2 separate regions of the Anas platyrhynchos genome follow, and region 2 is linked to region 1. Evidence: chromatin contacts called from public Hi-C data. All regions are on one chromosome and are shown on one strand. Each heading gives the region's core, a stretch centred on a gene start, on an enhancer-like site or on the middle of the called end of the contact. The rest is flanking DNA. Distances are from core to core; before and after follow the strand shown. Region 1 holds the start of FNBP1L (formin binding protein 1 like). Region 2 overlaps FNBP1L (formin binding protein 1 like).

Region 1 (2,942 bases), core at 328-2,827:
TCAACAAAAGCAACCCATTTAGAAGGTACATTTCAATATAAAAACTTAAATCAGAGAAGCTAGCTATATGCCTACAAACAGACCATTTTTTATATATATATATATATGAATATATATATATAAATATATATTTTTAATATATATAAATATATATAAATATATATATATATAAAATCTGTGTCCATACCTTAAGGAAATAGCTATCTCCTAATAATACGAAAAAGCATATTGAATTTTGCTGAAATAAAAGCAGTAGCATAGAACTTTTATTTTAAACATCTGGGTTTATTTCTTTAAACCAGCACAATGGAATTAGTGACTTAGGAAAAAAAATGTAGTAGGTCTAGATAAAATTCAGGCAGTTTGATGATGCCGTAAATAAATTTGCCTTTTCTTGAAATGAAGCCTGAAGTTGAAATCCATATTTTTGTATGTATTTCTGACGTGTTTCCTCACAATGCTGAGCACCAGACAGAACACAAAACCTGAGCTATCATTCACAAGCCGAACAAAGAAAACAAAATTCAGAGGCTGCCCAAAGGAACAGAGACGAGCAAACTGAAAGCCTGGTTTCTGAAGCGATAGGAATTTAAGTACACACAGACGAAAATTCAGCGTTCTCCTCCAAGGCACCCCCCGACTCTCCCCAGCGCCGCCCCAAAACCTCTCCCGGGTAGGGGCGGCCGCACCAGGCGATCACGGAGACCTCTGCCAGCCTTAACGACCCGCTTCCCCACACGACACGGGGGACGCGGGGCTGCTGCAGCCCCCCAAATCCCGACCCGCCCTAAATCCCCCCCGCCAGGCAGCGCCGCTCCCGGCGCCCAGCGCTGCCGCAGCCGTGCGGGACAAAGGGGCTGCCGGAGCCGCGAGGGGCGGCACGGCCGAGCCGCGGCCGCTGCACCCGGTTTTGGGGGAATATTTGGAGGAACATCCTGGGGAATATTTGGGGGAATATTTTCCTCAGGGCGTGTGCGCGCCTCGCGCCCCGGTCCGCAGGGGGCCCGCCGAGCCCCCTCAGCGCTCCCTGCCGCTCCCCCCGCCGGCCGCCCCCGCTCTGGAAGGTTCCCTCCGGAGAAGCCCCCCGGGGGCGGCGCCGCAGACAAAGCCGGGCCCGCCGCGACCCCGGGCCGCCACCGGGACCCCCCCGCACCCCGCCACGGCCGCCCCCCGGCCCCGCTGCCCGCCGAGCGCCCGCCCCTCAGCCCCGCCTCGGCGCCCCGCTTCCCCCTCACACCGCCCCGAGCCCCCCCGTCCCTCCGCCGGTGCCGCCGCCCTTCCCCAGCGCCGAACAAAGCGGCCGGGCGGGGGGGGGGGGAGGCGGCGGGTGCCGACACACGGAGCGGCCGGGCCGACACTCACCCACAGCTCCGTGCCCCAGCTCATGGCGGCTCCGCGGGCAGCGCCGGCTGCGGCTGAGGCGGCGGCGGGGACGGGGGGGGGCGGCCGGAGAGGGTCCCGGCGGTGCCCTCGGTCAGCGGGGAGAGGCGGCACAAGGAGCGGCGGCGCTGCGAGCTGCGGCCCCGCCCGGCTCGGGGAGGGGGAGCCGCGGAGGAGACTGGGAGAGGGGCGGGCTCGGCCGGGGCCGGGCCGGGCCGAGGCGCCGCTCCCGGGGGAGGCCCGGCGCAAAGCCTCCCTCCCGCCGCGCCTGCCGCCCCCCCCGGCCCGAGGCGCCGCCCGGTACCGGGCGCTGCTCCTGGCCGAAACCGGGGTGTGTGTGGGGGGGAGGGGAGCGGCCGCGCCCCACTCGGCTCTGAGGCGACGCCCGGGGGCAGAGCCCGCGCAGCGAGACCCCGGCCCTCGGCGCCGCGCCTCAGGGCGGCCGGGCAGGCGCTGAGTCACGGCGGGAGCGGCCCCGGGCACAGCGGCTCTCGGGCCCCGCCGGGAATTTCCTCAGCGCCTGGCGAGGAAATGGTGTTAAATCCTCGCCATTTCTCCACCAAAATGTCCGTTTCGAAAGCTGATAGAAAGCAGAGGTTTGGAGAGCCGTCAGAATTCCCCTCAGAGCATCAAGTTTTGGTTTTCCTCCCATTTTTACTCAAAAATTGCAGCAAGGACGTGGTGAAAATATTGCTGTTGTGCTCAGTCTCCATCATGAAAACAAAGTGACTTAAGCCCAATAATTCTTTTCGTTTCCAAAGTCACCTTCCAGGTACTGCTCATTCACATCATGCTTAGCTGACATTTAATCTTTTTCCTTAGGAGAGCAAAATGCAAATTCTTTTAGATATGAAACCATTACAGTAAGATAATGTGAATTATCAAAATAAGCAGATGAGATCACAGGTCAACGATGTTATTTCTGGAGTGAAGTGTTGGAGCCAGTCACGTTACACTAGAAATGCATTTGGTCTGTGGGAAACCCCAAGCTGAACAATTCTGCCACGTGTTGTGGTGGCCGACGGAGAGGATGTTTTAGCAAGCCAGTGGTCACAAAACCCCAGATTTGGGCTCAAATTCCACACTTGGGCTCACTTCAATTGAACAGATGTTAATTCAAACAGTTTGTACATTGCATGTTACTGAAAACATTCACCAGGCTGAAAACATTTTGAGGATTCTGGTAATGAAGCACTGATGAATAAGAAAAGTAATCATAATTATATATATTTATATATATATATATATACACACATATACACACACACACACAGACACACTCATTCAATTCACATGCTTTTGAGGATTAGGAAGAAAAACTTAGATCAACTCTTTGCTTAGCTACTTGTTCAATAAAGTTTGATTTTTAGTTTGCTTCTGACCCATACTTCTTCCTAAAAGAGCAATCATACGTATCTCAGGTGTGTTTACACACAGGTACATTTCACCTTTACTTCAACTAGGAGCCACCTGTTCATCCATGGTGAGAAGATCATAGCTCATTTCAACAATAAACTACAAACGTAACTGCAAATTAGTTAAAAGACAAAAGAACAGTCATC
Region 2 (2,942 bases), core at 265-2,764, 36 kb before region 1:
CCAGGAGGTTCAAAACCAGATTTGAAGCAGTCTATCACTAGCTGGGAGTCCTAAACATGGGATATTAATGAGTTTAAAAAGAAAAACAAGCAAAGGCATCAAGAGAGAAGGAGAGGGAAACATGGAGACAGATTTTCCCTTTAAGCACGAAGATGGCACAGGTGGGAAACAGAGAACACAAAATGCATGCTTGAAGATAGATCAATGTAAGACGGCATATATTCTTTTTTCTCGGTAGTGTTACCAACAGTGCAAATCAAAGTAAACCCTGCTATTCAGAACCCAGCAAATAGTCCCCTCTGGTTCTCACAGATTTAAAACAGAACATGGTTTAGGCCCGAGCTACTACTCCACCGTCTAATCCTTCAACATTAGCACTGAAATTAAGGTAACACTCAGAAACTAGATACAGTAAGATCTAACAGGGTGTTAACTGAACACTCTTTTGTACGATTTCATGCATACCGGAGAAGATACCAACCATGCTGGTATTCTGGGATGTTTCATGATACCCAATGCTATGTGTCCAAAATCATACACAACATGGTTAAAGATCTTCAGATCAAAGGAAAGAAATAAAACATGAAGAAAACAGACACCAGCAATGGTTGAAGCTACCATTTAGACTAAACAGTGATGTCACTCTCCACAGCATCTGTATCAGTTCCTTTACTCATGTGCATTTAATAAGAAGCTCAATTCTACTTACCCTATGTTCATCAACTGATTTTGCTGCAAGGATCATCCCTTCTAAGCATTTAGAGATTATCGGAATAACCTTGCGCTCAGAGTCAGCAAAGCCCCTGTAACATTCACTGAGTTTGATGGTCCTTCTTTCATCCATTTCTTGAAGTTGCTGCAAGCACAAAGAAGGATTATTTTATTGAAGTTTTTATTTATGGATTTTTTCCTGATCCTGATGTATGCAGTTACTGTGGTCACCACAGTGTAGTACAGAATTTCTGTGCTTTCCCAGTGTTTTTTATTTCCCTTACAAAACAGAAGCTAATTAAGTTTAAAAAAAATAAGTCATTTCAGACATAGGCTTAAGATGCACAGAACAGCGATTACAATGAGTCAATACTCATTTGTTAAATGGTGTGAAGGACTGGACTCTTTATTCTTTTTTAAAGCCTGTGTATAATGCCTACAACCACCTACTTGTTAAAAATATTTGTTTCATGCAAAAATGGAAACTATAATGAAAAAATTCTACTAGTTTCTACATCTCCTCACTCTCTCCTTCCACTTCAAAATAATTTCTCTGGTGATAGGTATATCCACCTGAAATCTCATCTTCTTTAACTTTGCTTTTACTTTTATCCTCTCCAATTAATACCTTGTATAATGTATAGCCAACACTCTCAAGGAAGTAATAAAAAAAATGTAGTCCCAAGAAAAAATAGGACTAGGACTTCATGTTTTTACTGGAGATTTCAGAAAACATACATCTCACAATGATAATGGACTTTAACCCTAGAAATATGGCAATAAACAAAAACTCTTATCCAAGATACAAGGTCAACCAAGCTGTTTCTCCCAGGACTTGACTGCAATAACTCCCTCAGTTTGGTAATAACAGATCTGCTGAAGTGCTGCTTACCACTTAAAATAGTAACAAATTCTTTAATCAGCTGAGAAAATATGAAGCATTCTTAAATTGATACATCTTCAAATGAAGTCAGCGTTTTCACTTTCATTTCCTAATTCCACGTCTCAGAATCAGTTTTTACAGCCACATGGCTGAACATACAGACCACTAGGTGTCTGAATGCTCCCTCAGCTGATGGCCCCCAACTATTTTACTTTAAACTAATGTTGGAAAGCCTCTATTTTTGAAAGCATCAAACAAAATTTAATAGTTATACAAAGCACCTAGAAATAGTCCTTTTCCAGTCCTTTTCTACAACTCTACTGAGATCAATGCATTAAAAAAAAAAAAAAAGAAAGAGAGAACTAGTTATCAAACCCTACTAAAATGATTGTTTTAAACATTTGCTTTCCTGTTGCAAATTTTTATTTTACTGTACCTTTCAGTAATACTTCACATCTCTAAAATATAAAACTTTAATAAAAAAAACTCAAGAGTATTTCCATTGCAAGTCTAAGCATAATTACTGAAAGCAACAAGTCTTGTGATAAAATGCAGACTGTATCAGATTATGTTAATTTCCTCATAAAATGATCTACTATAACACTAAAAAAAAAAAGAGAGAGAGAGAGACATATAAAAGCTAATTCCCCCTTTAAAGAACACCAGTCATACTTTCTTACTTTTTACCTTATAAATCTGAGGAATGACAATGTAGTAATGTTTGTGTTGTTCCCCATTAAAATTCTGTAGTTGTGCAGCATATTCATTTTTGTTTTCATCAGCCATGTGTGTGCGCAGGTTTAACTGTTGCTTAGCCTAGTAGGAAAGTGTTATCAATTCAAAATTGTCTTGTGTTTTTCAATGATATTTAGCATTATTATATGATAGCATTATAGCATTATTATAATTTACCTTACCACCAACTATGTAAAAACACTAATCAAAATCATCATTGAAATTTATGCCCTTATAATTGAAATAGAAAGAATGCAACCCTTAATTTATACTGACAACTTACATCTAGTTACATATAGAGAAAGCAACGGTCATTTTAGCCACACTGCTTAAATACATATCCAAAAACATAGAAGTGAAAAAGAAGAAAATAACTGACTCAGCATCATCTTGAGAATAATGAAGCATACTCTCTCTGCACTCTTACATTTTACTGTACCTTTGATTTTGCATGTAATAGGAAAACATATTTTATACATCATTTTATACAAAAGATGTTGTGCAAATACTGATGATAATCATACAAAAAAATTATGCTTATAGAAAAGGGAGAGTAAAAACAAAAACAAAACACACAACAAAACACATTAAAAAAAACACGGCACTGCTCTTA

Evidence for each region. A called contact is a pair of places that touch in the nucleus more often than the background predicts.
Region 2: a Hi-C map of liver shows a contact between it and region 1, with 3 times the contacts expected there. The contact joins the enhancer-like site here to the promoter of FNBP1L in region 1. A contact is called at or near these places in 2 of 8 Hi-C or Micro-C datasets (liver and subcutaneous adipose tissue).

Annotation. Positions count from the first base shown.
Region 1 is chr8:8,520,579-8,523,520 of IASCAAS_PekinDuck_T2T, reverse strand. It overlaps FNBP1L (formin binding protein 1 like), which reads right to left and starts at 1,577. Exons shown (of 17, transcript XM_027462625.3): 1 at 1,363-1,577. The coding sequence starts at 1,386.
Region 2 is chr8:8,556,498-8,559,439 of IASCAAS_PekinDuck_T2T, reverse strand. It overlaps FNBP1L (formin binding protein 1 like), which reads right to left. Exons shown (of 17, transcript XM_027462625.3): 7 at 2,282-2,410; 8 at 710-856; 9 at 1-50. Among named protein-coding and RNA genes, the nearest start is that of FNBP1L, 36 kb to the right of the region's middle. Within about 2 kb of position 1,514, at least 1 of the 8 cell types and tissues checked has an H3K27ac peak or open chromatin away from gene starts, as enhancers often do.